5 separate regions of the Mus musculus genome follow, and all the other regions are linked to region 2. A link is a contact called in public HiChIP or PLAC-seq and promoter capture Hi-C data. All regions are on one chromosome and are shown on one strand. The core of a region is the stretch at or near the end of the contact, and the rest is flanking DNA. Distances in the headings are between cores, read along the strand shown. Region 1 holds the start of Map6 (microtubule-associated protein 6). Region 2 holds the start of Ucp2 (uncoupling protein 2 (mitochondrial, proton carrier)). Region 3 holds the start of Clpb (ClpB caseinolytic peptidase B). Region 4 holds the start of Gdpd5 (glycerophosphodiester phosphodiesterase domain containing 5). Region 5 holds the start of Rps3 (ribosomal protein S3).

Evidence for each region. Promoter capture Hi-C pulls out the DNA fragments that hold promoters and counts their contacts. HiChIP or PLAC-seq counts read pairs in DNA pulled down with a chosen protein or histone mark. Capture Hi-C pulls out chosen DNA fragments and counts their contacts.
Region 1: a FOXA1 HiChIP or PLAC-seq map of pancreatic cancer cells shows a contact between it and region 2. The contact joins the promoter of Map6 here to the promoter of Ucp2 in region 2. A contact is called at or near these places in 1 of 39 promoter capture datasets (liver) and 1 of 115 datasets of contacts at active chromatin or transcription factors (pancreatic cancer cells).
Region 3: a contact with region 2 is called in a promoter capture Hi-C map of liver, with 2.9 times the contacts expected there. The contact joins the promoter of Clpb here to the promoter of Ucp2 in region 2. A contact is called at or near these places in 2 of 39 promoter capture datasets (liver and pre-B cells) and 1 of 9 other capture datasets (liver).
Region 4: a promoter capture Hi-C map of liver shows a contact between it and region 2, with 2.7 times the contacts expected there. The contact joins the promoter of Gdpd5 here to the promoter of Ucp2 in region 2. A contact is called at or near these places in 3 of 39 promoter capture datasets (liver and pre-B cells), 1 of 484 Hi-C or Micro-C datasets (embryonic stem cells) and 1 of 9 other capture datasets (adipose tissue).
Region 5: a promoter capture Hi-C map of liver shows a contact between it and region 2, with 3 times the contacts expected there. The contact joins the promoter of Rps3 here to the promoter of Ucp2 in region 2. A contact is called at or near these places in 3 of 39 promoter capture datasets (liver and pre-B cells).

What each region holds. Positions count from the first base shown.
Region 1 is chr7:99,266,132-99,268,831 of GRCm38.p6, forward strand. It overlaps Map6 (microtubule-associated protein 6), which reads left to right and starts at 1,316. Exons shown (of 3, transcript NM_001048167.1): 1 at 1,316-2,700. The coding sequence starts at 1,891. It overlaps Gm26705 (predicted gene, 26705), which reads right to left and starts at 1,087. Exons shown (of 4, transcript NR_103487.1): 1 at 1,014-1,087; 2 at 276-340.
Region 2 is chr7:100,491,922-100,494,621 of GRCm38.p6, forward strand. Ucp2 (uncoupling protein 2 (mitochondrial, proton carrier)) reads left to right here and starts at 1,437. Exons shown (of 8, transcript NM_011671.5): 1 at 1,437-1,544; 2 at 2,293-2,454.
Region 3 is chr7:101,662,351-101,665,050 of GRCm38.p6, forward strand. It overlaps Clpb (ClpB caseinolytic peptidase B), which reads left to right and starts at 1,401. Exons shown (of 16, transcript NM_009191.4): 1 at 1,401-1,863. The coding sequence starts at 1,461.
Region 4 is chr7:99,380,088-99,382,787 of GRCm38.p6, forward strand. Gdpd5 (glycerophosphodiester phosphodiesterase domain containing 5) reads left to right here and starts at 1,431. Exons shown (of 18, transcript NM_201352.3): 1 at 1,431-2,121.
Region 5 is chr7:99,482,294-99,484,993 of GRCm38.p6, forward strand. Rps3 (ribosomal protein S3) reads right to left here and starts at 1,416. Exons shown (of 7, transcript NM_012052.2): 1 at 1,299-1,416; 2 at 277-407; 3 at 1-61. The coding sequence starts at 1,328. Snord15a (small nucleolar RNA, C/D box 15A) reads right to left here and starts at 639; the gene lies at 492-639.

The DNA.
Region 1 (2,700 bases), core at 66-2,565, 1.2 Mb before region 2:
GCTCTGGGTGCTTAACTTTCCTCATGAAACCACCCCGAGGCATTTATTAGCTCTACTACCCCTCCCCCCCCACCCCCCCACCCCCCGCCCCGACCCAGGGGACTGCAGCCCAGAGACAACCCAAGTCACAAAGAGAGTATCAGAGCCAAAGCAGGTCCATTAGATTCCAAAATCTGTTCAACCCCAAAGTAGAAAAGAAGGCAGAAACACAACCGAGAATCCCCTCAAAGAGGTCTCCCTTTTCCTAGGGAACTGTCTCTCATCCAGCCGCTTACCTCCTCCCTTGGGTCTCTTTCCAGAATCTTCCTTTTTCTCCCTTTCCCCCAGTGCAGCATCTGGGCTGGAGAAGAACCAATTTTATCCTGGGAGAGTAGACTCACTGCTTCCCAGTTGCTTAAAGAAGGAACAGCCAGAGTATGGCTAGGCCGGCCTCTCCCAGGCCGGCCTCTCCCAATCTCATACAACTGGGGAAGCCCTGTACACATAGGCTTAGGTCAAGAACCAGCAACACGGAGCATAAGTACAGCCTGATAGCTGACCAATTAACTGCAGCTCTCCCTTTTAAAGTATCTATTCAGGGGCTGAGTGGTTAAAAACTTGTATTGGTGTTCCAGAGGACCCAAGTCCGGGTCCCAGCATTCACATGGGGGTGGGGTGGGAGCTCATAGTCGCCTGCACAGCACCAGGGAAATCTACTTCTGACCCTCTGGCCTCAGCAGGCACCAGAGCCCATGTGCATATACCCACACACAGACAAAAGCACATAATTAAAAGGTGGCGCACGCCTTTAATCCCAGCACTTGGGAGGCAAAGGCAGGCGGCTTTTCTGAGTTCAAGGCCAGCCTGGTCTACAGACTGAGTTCCAGGACAGCCAAGACTACAGAGAGAAACCCTGTCTCGAAAAAACAAAAGCCAAAAACCAAAAAAAAAAAAAAAAAAGTAAAAAAGATTTTTAAAAGAAGCCAAAGCATCTAGTCTGAAACAGACATTTCATGGAGGCGGGGCGGTCTTACACTTAAAAAATTAGTATTCATTGGTTGGGGCGATTTTACGAAAGAGAGGAGACTCGGTTCTAGGACATGAAGCTGGCAACTCAAGGACAGCAAGTCCTCAGGAGCTTGGGACTTGAACCTATCAAGGACCCAGTTCTGCTGTTGCCTGGGAACAGAGAAGGGAGGAGCTGCCAGAGAGAAGGGAGGAGGGGACAGGGAGAGGGCAACCTCTCAGCTGCGCGCCCTGACGACAGCAGGTGATTTTTTTTTTTTTTTCTGCAGCGCGCATACTCTCAGCATCTTTTCTTGATCACCCCACCTCCCTTGCTGAGCCGCAAAAAAGGGTGGGGCCGCCTCTCTGCAGCAGAAGACGACAGCGGCAGCGGCTGCGGCATCACCGGGGGTATAGATAGAGGCCGTTTTGCTCTCTGCTCTGTCTGGGTTGGAGGTGACCGCTGCCAAGCCTCGCTAGGCGGCCGGCTGAACCAGACGGAAAGGAGATAAAAGCCTGCTTGCGGATCCTTCCCTGCGCCATGGCTTAAGCCCACAGCCTCTTTGCCAAGCATCTCCTTGCTCTGCCGGGGTCTGCTAGACACCGCAGTCGCAGAGAGGGCGCGCCCAGACGCCCTAGGCCTGGACTCTGGGACGCTGAGCCTCGCTCCTATTCTTCACTGCCCACAGCAGCTCCTCTGCAGCAGGCGTTTGCAGCCGGCAATCGAGGGACTTTACGGACTTTATCTCAGCGGTACCTTGTCCCCGGGTGCTCTTTGAGGGTGGAGGACGAGGCAAAGGGCTTCTAAGGGAAGGAAGCGGTGGGAACCACATTGGCGGGTCTGGGTTGGGGTTAAAGGGAGATTGGAGATTTGATTTAGGACCACAAAAAGGCTTTGTGGCTAACATGGCGTGGCCGTGCATCACAAGGGCCTGCTGCATCGCCCGCTTCTGGAACCAGCTGGACAAGGCGGACATTGCGGTGCCGCTGGTTTTCACCAAGTACTCGGAGGCCACCGAACACCCAGGCGCCCCTCCGCAGCCGCCAGCTCCGCTGCAGCCCGCGTTAGCGCCCCCCTCGCGTGCTGTCGCCATAGAGACGCAGCCAGCCCAGGGAGAGTCGGATGCAGTTGCCCGGGCAACAGGGCCTGCGCCCGGGCCCAGCGTCGACCGCGAGACTGTAGCCGCCCCCGGCCGGAGCGGGCTGGGCTTGGGCGCGGCCTCAGCCTCCACTTCCGGCTCAGGCCCCGCGGACTCGGTGATGCGACAGGACTACCGCGCCTGGAAAGTGCAGCGGCCCGAGCCAAGCTGCCGGCCGCGCAGCGAGTACCAGCCGTCCGACGCGCCCTTCGAGCGCGAGACCCAGTACCAGAAGGACTTCCGCGCCTGGCCGCTGCCCCGGCGCGGGGACCATCCCTGGATCCCCAAGCCGGTGCAAATCCCTGCGACTTCGCAGCCTTCCCAACCTGTTCTCGGGGTGCCCAAGCGTCGGCCTCAGAGCCAAGAGCGCGGGCCCATGCAACTTTCTGCTGATGCCCGGGACCCGGAGGGTGCTGGAGGAGCCGGGGTGCTGGCGGCAGGAAAGGCGTCCGGTGTAGACCAGCGCGACACACGTAGGAAGGCAGGGCCAGCATGGATGGTGACTCGCAACGAAGGGCACGAAGAGAAGCCTCTGCCCCCAGCCCAATCCCAGACCCAGGAGGGTGGTCCTGCAGCT
Region 2 (2,700 bases), core at 187-2,686:
GGGTGCATTGCGAGTGAGCAATGGGCAGAGTAGAGTACTGTCAGCTTTGTAAGATCACCACCAGCTATGTTGGGATCACTATCCACCCACCAGCTATGGGGTTTTGCCACTTGATAGTGAAGGTTTATTTTATCTAGTCTTGTTTAAAGTAAGCCAGCTGGCTAATAAAGCCACACTGGGTGTTCAGGATCCTTTCCTGGGTACGTTTTTAAGCACAAAACCCATGTTTTAGGGTGACATACTTCAGCTAACAAAACAAGTTAGCCAGTAGTGGAACCACAGAAGCCAAAAGGTAAGATCAGTACATTTAGAGATTTTTCCAGAACGATGGACATTGATGGTTCTGTCTGTGTGCTGAGTTTTACAGTTGAATGGTACTTCCATCATGGAGTCAGATGTGCTAAGGTCTGGGGTCCTATTAAGGTCTGGGGCCTCTCACACTTTCTTGTTCTGGAAAATAATGGTTAATGATGACCTGGAAAGATTATCGTTAGGTGCCTGCGCCGCCTACCTGATGCATAGTAATTGCTTTCCACAAACGTTCACCCAGCCCCCTCCTCCCACTGCACTTTCCACAGCAGCCCAAACCTACTTGAGCTTCTATTATAGTATATTCGGACCCCTGGTCCCCGGCTTCCTGCTCTTGGGCGCCTAATTCCTAGGCAAGCAAAAAGGGTTCCACGCCCTGATCTAATCTCTTAAAACTCCGGGGCTAAGGAGGATAAAAACAAAAGAAGAAACCGACGGAGAGTACCAAAGCTTGAACACAAATTGAGGCAAATTGAGACCTGCTTCCTACCCCCACAATGCACGTTAGTCCCCGACACAGGGCCCAAGTATTGCTTTCACGTCCCCCACTCCTACGTGGCCATTATCTCGCTGAGGTCCCGTCCACCTGCTGAGTTTGTCCTCGCTGGGCTGGAGTGCAACAGGCGAGGCTCTGCCCTGCCCTCTTCCTTGCGGGGCGCCAGCCTGGCTGCACTCGGTGCAGAGGGGAGGGGAGGCCAGGTGTTCTCGCCCCACTCCAGCCGTTAGGTGCCAGTGTCCCCCGGGACCTGACTGGGAGCGGCAGAAGGCGGGAACGCCAGCCTTGCCCCGTCACCACACCCGGGTTTGTTCCGGTCCCCGAAGCCCGCGCTCCGCCCGGTCCCCAGGTGCCTTGCAGGGAGGGGGAGGGGAGACTTGAAGGGGTAAGGGGTCGCGATCCAGAGCAGCTGGCCAGTCAGTCTGCCTGTCCTCACAAAGAGATTGTCTGCCCCGGGAATAGAAGGGGAAGATCTGAGACTGGAGCCTCTGGGGGGACCTAGGGGTTTCAGGCAACCACAGATGGAAACGCCTCCTCACCCGGGGGCGTGGGCCGCCCTGGCTCCGCCTCGTCACGCCACGCCCCGACCACGCCCTCTAGACTTAAGTTCTGTAGGCGCGGGTTCGCAGCTACTGTCAGTTCCGCCCTCGGTGTCGTCGGGTCGCCAGCTTCCTGGGCAGCCACCACTCTCCCGCCGTCGGACACAGCCTTCTGCACTCCTGTGTTCTCCTGCGGTCCGGTGAGCGTGCCCCATCCCTTCGCTGGCCGCACCTGCTCTCTCCCACTCCATCTGTCTTTTCTCTTTCTTTTCCCTTCCCTGGAGTCCTAATTTGCCCTCTCTAGGTTTCTTTCCTCCTAAATACGCCCTTTGTTATTTGCCTCTGACGTCCAGTTGGTCGAAGGTTAAAACCTTCATCTCTTTACTTCTTCCCCTCAGCCTCGATGTTCCCAGCCTGACCCGGGCGGGGTGGGGGAAGGGGCTTTCACGTCAGCGAAGATCAGAATGACTGTCACCAGGAGGCTCTGGGCCATGTGCCCTAAAGCCTGTTCTTGTATCAAGGGTTGTTTGTGCCTGGAGGAGCCTTGGAGTTTGTTTGGCCTTTGTTACACTATCTTATGTGGCTGCCTGCCGGAGGTGGAAGTAGGGACACAGGGAGACTGGACCTGCCTTATCCTGATTCAACACAAATAGATATAATGCTCCACTCAACAGTTTTGTGACTGTATCCCCCAGGCACAGCACAGCTGCCTGTCTACATAACTGTCTGAGAAACAAATTTGGAAGTGAGCCAACGTGTGGGAGTAAAGACTCCTGAGTTCTTCCCCTAGACCCTGGCTGCTCTGAGTGAGAACTGAGCCTTGCATGGGTCCCTCCCAGCAAGGCTGTCTGAAAGGACTTGTGTGACAGATGACCCTTCCTTGCAGGGCGGTGGTCCTGCAAAGACAATCTTCCTTTCTAAACTTGGCTTCCTTCCTCTCCCCCACAGGACACAATAGTATGAACTTTAAGTGTTTCGTCTCCCAGCCATTTTCTATGGAAAATCGAGGGGATCGGGCCATGGTAGCCACCGGCAGCTTTGAAGAACGAGACACCTTTAGAGAAGCTTGACCTTGGAGGCCTCAGCCTGAGACCTCAAAGCAGCCTCCAGGTAAGGAGTCCCGGCTAAGGAAGCCTTCTCTCAGGCCTGGGGCCTAGGGCTGCTCAGCAAGACAATAAAAATTCCCCTCCTCCCACCCTGATGAGAGCCTCTTCACAGCTCAGCAATCCCCTTCTTCATCCCTGATCACCTTCTGGCCCGTAAAGATGGCGGACCCCAGTGTATAAGGGGAGAACCTGAGTGGGGTGGGGACTGGTTCCAGGTGGCCTTGGCAGTCAACAGCAGAGCTGGGGCAGA
Region 3 (2,700 bases), core at 151-2,650, 1.2 Mb after region 2:
ACTAATCCACTTCCTATGAAGAGTTCCAGAAGTGGAGAAGGAAAAAGCAAAGAATAGGGCAAGTGTCATGTACTGACCTTTCTTAGGAAAATGGATGTTAGCTAGAGTGCTCCATGTACAGGTAAACGCAGGCATGAGACTTGAGTGGGACAGATGCAAACCAAGGCTTAAGACCTATTCTCAGCCAACAGGCTAATGGAAAGCCCCAAAACCTGCTTTAACAATTCAAACAAGCCAGCTAGGCACCACTGGATACCAACCAGCAAAGTACCTGGGCCTGTCAGAAGCCCTGGCAGCCCAGACAAACTGTTCCCTCGATCTAGCTCAAGAGGCTCTAATGCAAGAGCAGGAAGCATTCCGCCTACAAGGCTTTCTCTGTATCCTCTAGATCAGGAGCAACTCTATGGAAGGTACAGCTTTGAGCCAGGGTAAAACAACACCCCAGACAATCCCAAACCCAGTTTTGTAATTCTGTGAGACACAAGGGGCCAGACACAGATATATGAGTAGCTAATTGTCAGCTAACTACAGAAGGAATCAACTGAAACACAATTCATAGATTCACTATTATGTAACAAACAAGATGGCTCAACTATAAAAGACACTTGCTGCCAAACCTAAGGATCTCACACACACACACTCACACACACACACACACACACACACACATCTTTAAACACACACACACACACACACACACACAGTCTTAAAGTCTTTTGAGACAGAGTCTCTCTGGCTCATAACCCTGACTATCTTGAAACTCACTATGCAAACTAGACTTTCTCAAATTCAGAGAGATCTGCTTGCCTTTGCCTGGAATGCTGGGATTAAGGACACACACCACCTTTCCCAACACTCAACATCTTTTTGAAAAGCAATAGCAACTCAGAATAAAAGTGGGGAGGGGTACAAGTTACTTAACAGGTCTTCATCGAAAATGCAATTTTATTTAAACACTAGGGAAGTTGTTCTAGGATTCCTGTATTTTGATTTTCGATATTTTGATTTGATATTTGATATCTTACACAGTTGGGGCTGACCTAGACCAAGAATGTGATTTTGACCCAGACCTTGAATTCCCGTTCTTTCAGGTTCCCACCTTCCAAAGGCAGGGCTTAAAGTTCTGTGTTAATACAAATACGGGGCTCTGGAATCTTGAATCCTAATTGCCACGCCCCACCAGAGTTTTCCTTTTTGCCACGCCCCTCTGCCCGAACTGCATTTCCCAACATTCTTCCAGCTCCGCTGTCAGCGGTCATTGTGATGTCATTCCACAGCCCTCGGGGAAATGTAGTTTGTTTAGTCTCCAGCTAGAGAAAGATCTGGGGCTGTGGACTACCACTCCCGTGAGGTAGTGCGCAGTCCCACCTTATAAGCGGCGTCTTCGAACGCGCCGCGGCAGCCATGTTGATCGTGGCTAGCACAGGGGCCGGCACCAGCGGGTTTTAGAAGCAGGTGTCATGATGTTGTCCGCGGTGTTGAGGAGAACCACGCCAGCGCCTCGGCTCTTCCTAGGGTTAATCAAATCTCCATCTCTCCAAAGCCGGGGAGGTGCTTACGGCCGTGGCGTTGTCACCGGAGACCGCGGGGAGCCGCAGCGGTTGAGAGCTGCCGCTTGGGTGCGCCCTGGAGCATCTTCTACCTTCGTCCCCGGACGGGGGGCAGCCACCTGGGGGCGCCGTGGAGAACGCACCGAGATCCCATACCTGACTGCCGCCTCGTCGGAACGCGGTCCTAGCCCCGAAGAAACACTCCCGGGACAAGACAGCTGGAATGGGGTCCCCAACAAGACGGGTCTGGGCATGTGGGCCTTGGCCATGGCGCTGGTGGTTCAGTGCTACAGCAAGAATCCATCCAACAAGGGTGATTATGGGGTCAAACTGGGTTCAAGGGAGAGGTGGGTGGGTGGGTCATGACTCCTTTGGAAGGTTGAAGGTATTTGTAAATTTAAACCCGCATAACCTTACCTTGAAGAAACCCAGTTACCTTCTGCTGCCAGGAGCAGCAGATGGAAAACTCACTGAAGTTACATCATTTCCCATCGTAGGTCTAGCACCCTCTTTGGGATCAGTTTGTATACAAGTATAATTGGGGACATTGGACTGACTAATTACAGCCCGGTCCTTTTATGTACCAATATTATATCTTGTCCATTAGTCTTTCAAGAGGTCTCCAGGAAGCCTCAACAGCTTTAGGGACCGCCTCTACATGTTTTTCTGCGTACATAGGTCCAAGGAAGGAGGACACTTGGTTCTGGTGCTAGCCTGACCCCATGTTCCTCTCTAATCTTAGTTTCCCCACTGTCTAATGAAGGCAAGCTCTCAGTGCTCTAATATTTTGACCTTTCCTGGAGTTCAGAGTCTGTTTAGTTGCTTAGAGTTTTGCTTAGTGTCATGTTTAAGATGAGCTGGATACTGTGGAGGGTGTGTGTGTGAAGCCTTGGGGGACAGGGAGTTGGCTGAAAGTTGCTCTCTGGAGACTTACAGCAGTGGGGGAGGGAGGGAGGAGGTGGAGGTAGCTAACTCAGATTGGCTTCTTACCTCAGTTGCTTAGAGTTGAGCAGGAGCTGCAAGGGTGGCCTGGCTGAGCCCAACCTCTCAGGTTTTCAGTTGTCAGTGCCTGCCTGTCCCATGCACCCCAGACTCTGAGATTGTTGAACAAGATTGGAGACCGCCTTGACCTTCCCTTGTTTGTTTAATA
Region 4 (2,700 bases), core at 181-2,680, 1.1 Mb before region 2:
TGGATAAGTCTGAACTCCCTTCTACCTGCCTCGCTGGAATCTCCCACTTTGACTTTTGCTCTACTGCTGCCAGGATTTCTCAGGAGCACGGTCAACTCCTACTAACCTTGCTAGCTTTTTTTGACCTCAGTTTGCCTGTAACCTGCTCAGGGAAGCCTCTGCTAACCAATACGAGGCAGAGATCTCTGGAGGTGTCCTTTGTAAGTGCTGTTGTTTCTGTCAGGAAAGCCATTCCTTTGGTCTTCTAAGCCCATGTGGTTCCTCACTCATTCGACTGTCAAGTTGCAGTGTCTTGAGTTTCTTTAAGGTGGTATTATTATGTCTTGTGAGACAGGCTCACACTGGCTTCCATTCACTGTGTAGTCAAGGATGACCTTGGCATCGCCTTAGGAGGCTAAAGCCATCTTCCAGAGCCAGTCTAGTCCAGGAATGTCACAGAGTTGGTGGATAGAATCCTATACCAGCAACAGCAATCTGGAAAACACCATGCGCCCCCTACAGTCTTGGTCCACAGCAGTGACAAAGGGGTTTCACGCAGAAAATTGATTTGAGGCTTGCAGATGAACCTGGGCTGGGCTGCCTCATCCTAGGGCTCCCCAAGCCAATTAGTGACTTAAGCCCTGCCCACGCGCACTCGCAACACTCATTCATATATCAAACCCTTCACTCCTGTTCGGTGCCTCACACAGGACGCTGGATACTTCAAAGACAGGGAGGGGTGGGGAAGGTGCACAGCCGACAGAAGTCACGATTCGAAGTGAGCTGTCCTCACACACCTCCGCTCATATTTTTGAAACTGATAACGACGTTCCTCCCTGAGCCGCAGAACTCTGGGAAAGGGGAAGTGTGGGAAACAGATCTGCTTTTTATTTTTACAAACTTTTTTGCATCGCTTCCTAAAATCAGAGCCTTGCACTGCTCCCAAATGCTACTCAGTGCAAGGAGCCCTAGCAGCGGGGAGGAGCAAGAGGCTGGCTGTATCACGCTACGCCCCAGGTTCCGCCATCCAGGGACATCCCAGTCCTAACCTCGCCTCCTCCATGCTTCGCCCTTTCCCACTGCTGGCCTCGTGCTCAGTCACAGTCAACCCAGGCCCCCGAGCCCACCATCTTGATCTCCAGGCGGCTGGCTCGCTTGCTACGCGCAGCTTTCATTGTCCTTCTCCAGCGGCACCAGACCACGCTCAGCAGAGTTCCACCCCTCTTCCACTCTCCCATTGGCTCTTGCTGCCCAACTGCGCCGGGGACCGGCCTAGCAGTGTCTCTCACGCCCCGCCTTTGCTCCCGGCCCGGCCAGGGGCGGGGTTTCTGTTGGTCCCACCCTTTAGGGGAGGGGCCAAGCTCGCAGGCGCTCCGGAGCTGTCTCGGCAGGGCTCGGCTCGGCTCGGCTCGGCTCGGCTCGGTTTGCAGCTCGGGTGGGGGTGGGCGGCTAGGGTGACAGCGGCAGTAGCAGAGGCTGCGGCGCGAGGCTGAGCAAGCGGTGAGCGGGGAGCCGGTAAGAGGAGGAAGTGGAGCGGCGGCCCGGAGCTCTGGAGTCCGCTGCCGGCACAGGTCCGCCCAGATTTGCAGAGTGAGCGGCGTCGGGACCTGGGCAGACTTCTTCGCCTTGCTCCGGCCGCTGGCGCTCCGCCTGCCCTGCCCTGCCCTGCCCTGCTTGTCCGAGCCCCGCATTCCGCGCCTGGACTTTCCTAGCCCCGTGGTCTGGAGCTGCTGGGACGTTCGAGCCCCGGCCTTGATCCGGAGTTCCGAGACGGGACGTTCTCGGCCCCATCATACTGACCCATCTCTGCTGGAGTGTCCTCCGCCCCCTGGTCGGCGCAAGGTGGCCCCAGCTCTGGGACTTGAGTGTAGAGGAGCCGGGACGCCCACCGGCCTCCAGCTCCTGGAGAACCAAATCTTCAGCTGCCTTGGACCGAACTGCTCCGGACTTGAAACTGTACTGGCACCGCCCGGGTCCAGCGCACCGTGAGGGGTCCCAAGCAGGCAGAACAGTCGGACCGAACCCCTGGGCGAGTCGAAGCTGCCACCTTTCTCCGCCCTAGGTTAAGGATCTTGGGGTGCTTGCTCCCAGGGGAACACAGGGGCTTCTCCTGCCACAGTCTCCAGCGAGCGGAGGTTGCAGGTGAGAGCCCCGGATGCGCGGCGGGAGCAGTCCCGGGAGCCTTAGAGGCAGGGCCCGGGTCAGCGGAGGGCGTGGAGGGGACACGGGCAGAGAGTGAACTGTTTAGGAGAGGGCGCGCGAAAGATAGTAGAGAGAAGCCCGCACTTATTGAGTGCCCATTGTGTGCAGGTCCGAGCCCCGCCCTTGCACAAGTCGTTCCTTATCCAAAGCTCATAGCAACCCCGAGATAAAAGCTATTGTGTATTGTTATGGGCGCAGACAGTTGGGGAAACTGAGGCGTGGCAGGGTTGAGGTCCTCTGCCTTCCATGTTGAGGATTAGACTGGGGAGAAGGGAGAAGATAAAGAGAGAAAGAGCAAAGAGGGAGGGGAGAAGAAAAGAAGTGGATAGCCTGCATGCACGTGAGAGCTTGGCAGGGTGGGGGCCTCTGGGGCATCGAAATCCAGGCACTGGTCCTGAAGCCGAAGAGGTCCTTCTTACCAGCCACTCTTGGGTCATGGGCATGCCACCTCCCAGGAAAGGTGAACCTGCGTTGAAGGCAGGGCTTCCCTGTTCCAAAAGATCTCTTCCCGGGGTCCGG
Region 5 (2,700 bases), core at 166-2,665, 1.0 Mb before region 2:
CTGGACAACTGCGGTCAACTCTCTGATCCGACGACCCTTCTCCCCAAGAACATTCTGTGTCCTGTAGAGGGGAAGCGCAACCATTTACTCAAGATCCCACCTGCCGCCCACCACAACGCCAGCACACACGTTAAATGGAAGGTAAGTTCTTCCCAAATGCAGTTCTAACAAAGCAGTTACACCCACTGAGGCCAGATTTACTGCTTGGTTGGCCCAAGTTTACACAGCATCTCAGTACACACAGTATTTACAGGTGACAATCAATGGTATTTCTACCTGGTGGCTAAAATAATGATTTCTGTCCTGGTTGGTGTAACTCGGACTTCAACTCCAGAGTAGCCATCTTCAGCCAGCTCCCGAGTGAGAAATTCATTCAGCTCAGCTTTGAAGATGCCATCAGCTACAAACTGAACCAAAGGAAACAAGTTACCTCTGAGGTGAAGACAGGGTTAGTCAGAGCAAGCCCAATGGCCCTACAGAAAAGCAGCAACCCTTCTCAGACAAATGCCTCTTGGTCATCTTTAGGAAGTTTCTTTTGACCACAGTGCTTTCAGCTGTGCCACAGAACGCAGCATAGTGAGGCATCTTGGACAAAGACAACACTTCCTACTCAGACTCGTCATCACCTCTTCATCGAAGGGCTCTACGGCATAATCTACACCCAAGAGACAAAGAAAAATCTGTCTCCAAGTAGCACATGTACAGCTGGGACTGTAAGTTGTACCTCGGATAGGAGAGGAATCCTGACTCAAAACAGGTTTATCATCTGTGTGCATAAGCACAAACGACAGACCATCTATTTCTAAACCTGGCAACCTGCACACTTTTCCCCCATGAAATGATAACCACAGGGACGCTGCAGCTCCGGGTCCCGAGTGAACACGGCAGCAGTCAGTAAGTAGGCTTTCAACTATGGCCACTTGCAGGATCACGCGACTAAGAGAAGGGACTGCTAAACTTCACTTACTAAAGAAACTGGACTAGATCTGATGGCACACGCCCTCTAACTGTGCCACAGGATTACTATTATGGAGACCAAGAAACGCTCAAAGGTGTCTAGTCCGGAACTGGAGGCGCCCGGTGTTCGAGTCGGTCCAGAACTCGAGGAGTTTGTCCCTCCCTTGCCCAGGCACACAGCACTCGCCCGGCTCCGGCCCAATACACAATCTACGGCCATCCGAGGCTCGAAGAGACGGCAGGCGGCCCCAGACGCTCCACAGGACTGATCACGGAGCCACAGGCCTCCCTGGCACTTGTAGAACCCGCGGCGGACTCCCGAACCGGGCCCAGACGCTTACCTTCCTCTTCTTGGAAATCTGCACCGCCATCTTGCAGCCGCGCGCCGCTGAAAGGAAAGGAAGTGGCTCGCGGGCGGAAGTAGGTATATAGGGCGGGAGCAATGACGCCGCGCAGCGCGGCGACCCTTGCAAGTGTTCATGGGAAATGAAGTTTTGCATGGGAAATGAAGTTTTGCGTCTAAAACGGCGTAGGGGGGGTGTAACCTAGCAACCTGTAATGTAGGCGGAACAGGAAGTAGACATCTAGTTCCGGTCTGAAAGTGCTCTGTACTCAGCAAGCTTGGGGTTCCAGCACTAACGAAGTAGAGGGTCACAAGTTTAAGGTCATCATTGACTACATAGCGAATTCGAGGCCAGCTTGGCCTTTATGAGTTTCTGACTCAAAAGTAAAAACGTAAATAAATAAAAAATTTGAAAAGAGCAACCTTCAGACTAGAGGTGCAAACCACAGGCATAAGCACACACTAACAGATTTTACCACCTTCACGTTCACGCTAATGAAAACTTTCATTGAAATGTATTTAGAGGACCAGCTGGATGGCTCAGTAAGTTACAGAGTGAGTGGGACAGTAGAAAACCATGGCTGCGTATACATATATGCAAGCATAAAACACATGCGTGCGCACATGCACACAGATTTAATATTATTACAAAGGTAAACCCTGATCCATGAGATGGGCTTATTTGTAGGATTTCTGGTAGTGAGCACCTCCACTAGAACCTGTGGGAAAAAAAAATTTTATTTTTTGGTTGTTTTGTTTTGTTTTGTTTTTCCGAGACAGGAACTTTTTTGACTCGCAGCAGGGTGGAATACCAGCAGCAGGGGCTTGTCAAAATAATAAAGCACCAGGGCTTCGGGGACAGACTGTTGAATAGTATAAATCTAGGCCATAGGACCTTCCCTTCACACAGACCCTGATGTCCACACAAGCAAAAGTTCATTGCCCAGAGGCAGAACCTGCTGATATAACTTGTACTGCAGTGTGTGGCTCACTTCACACTGGAAACACGGGAGTCTGTTTCACCCTGTATTAATCCCACGGAACAAAAGTAAAAACTATTACTTAAACTCTTTTAGACAAATTAAGCAAGTTTTATTTTCTATCAGACAGGGCTATCTCCCTAAAGTGGAGTTTTAAAGAATAGCATCAAACATAGAAGTGGAATTTATATAACTCAAAATTTCTAAGACTAGGTGGTTTCCAAGGGAAGAGAGATTTCCAGGGGAATGTTGGCTACACAGGAACTTGGCAGAACATCTTATCAGGGTGGAAGTCAGGGTATAATGGAGTATGGAACATGTCAAATTCCAGAAAATGGGTTGACGACAGGATCAAACCCAAGTGTTACAGAAAACAGGAATGAACTTATTTTGACCTTGTAACAAGATGGCTTCTAATCA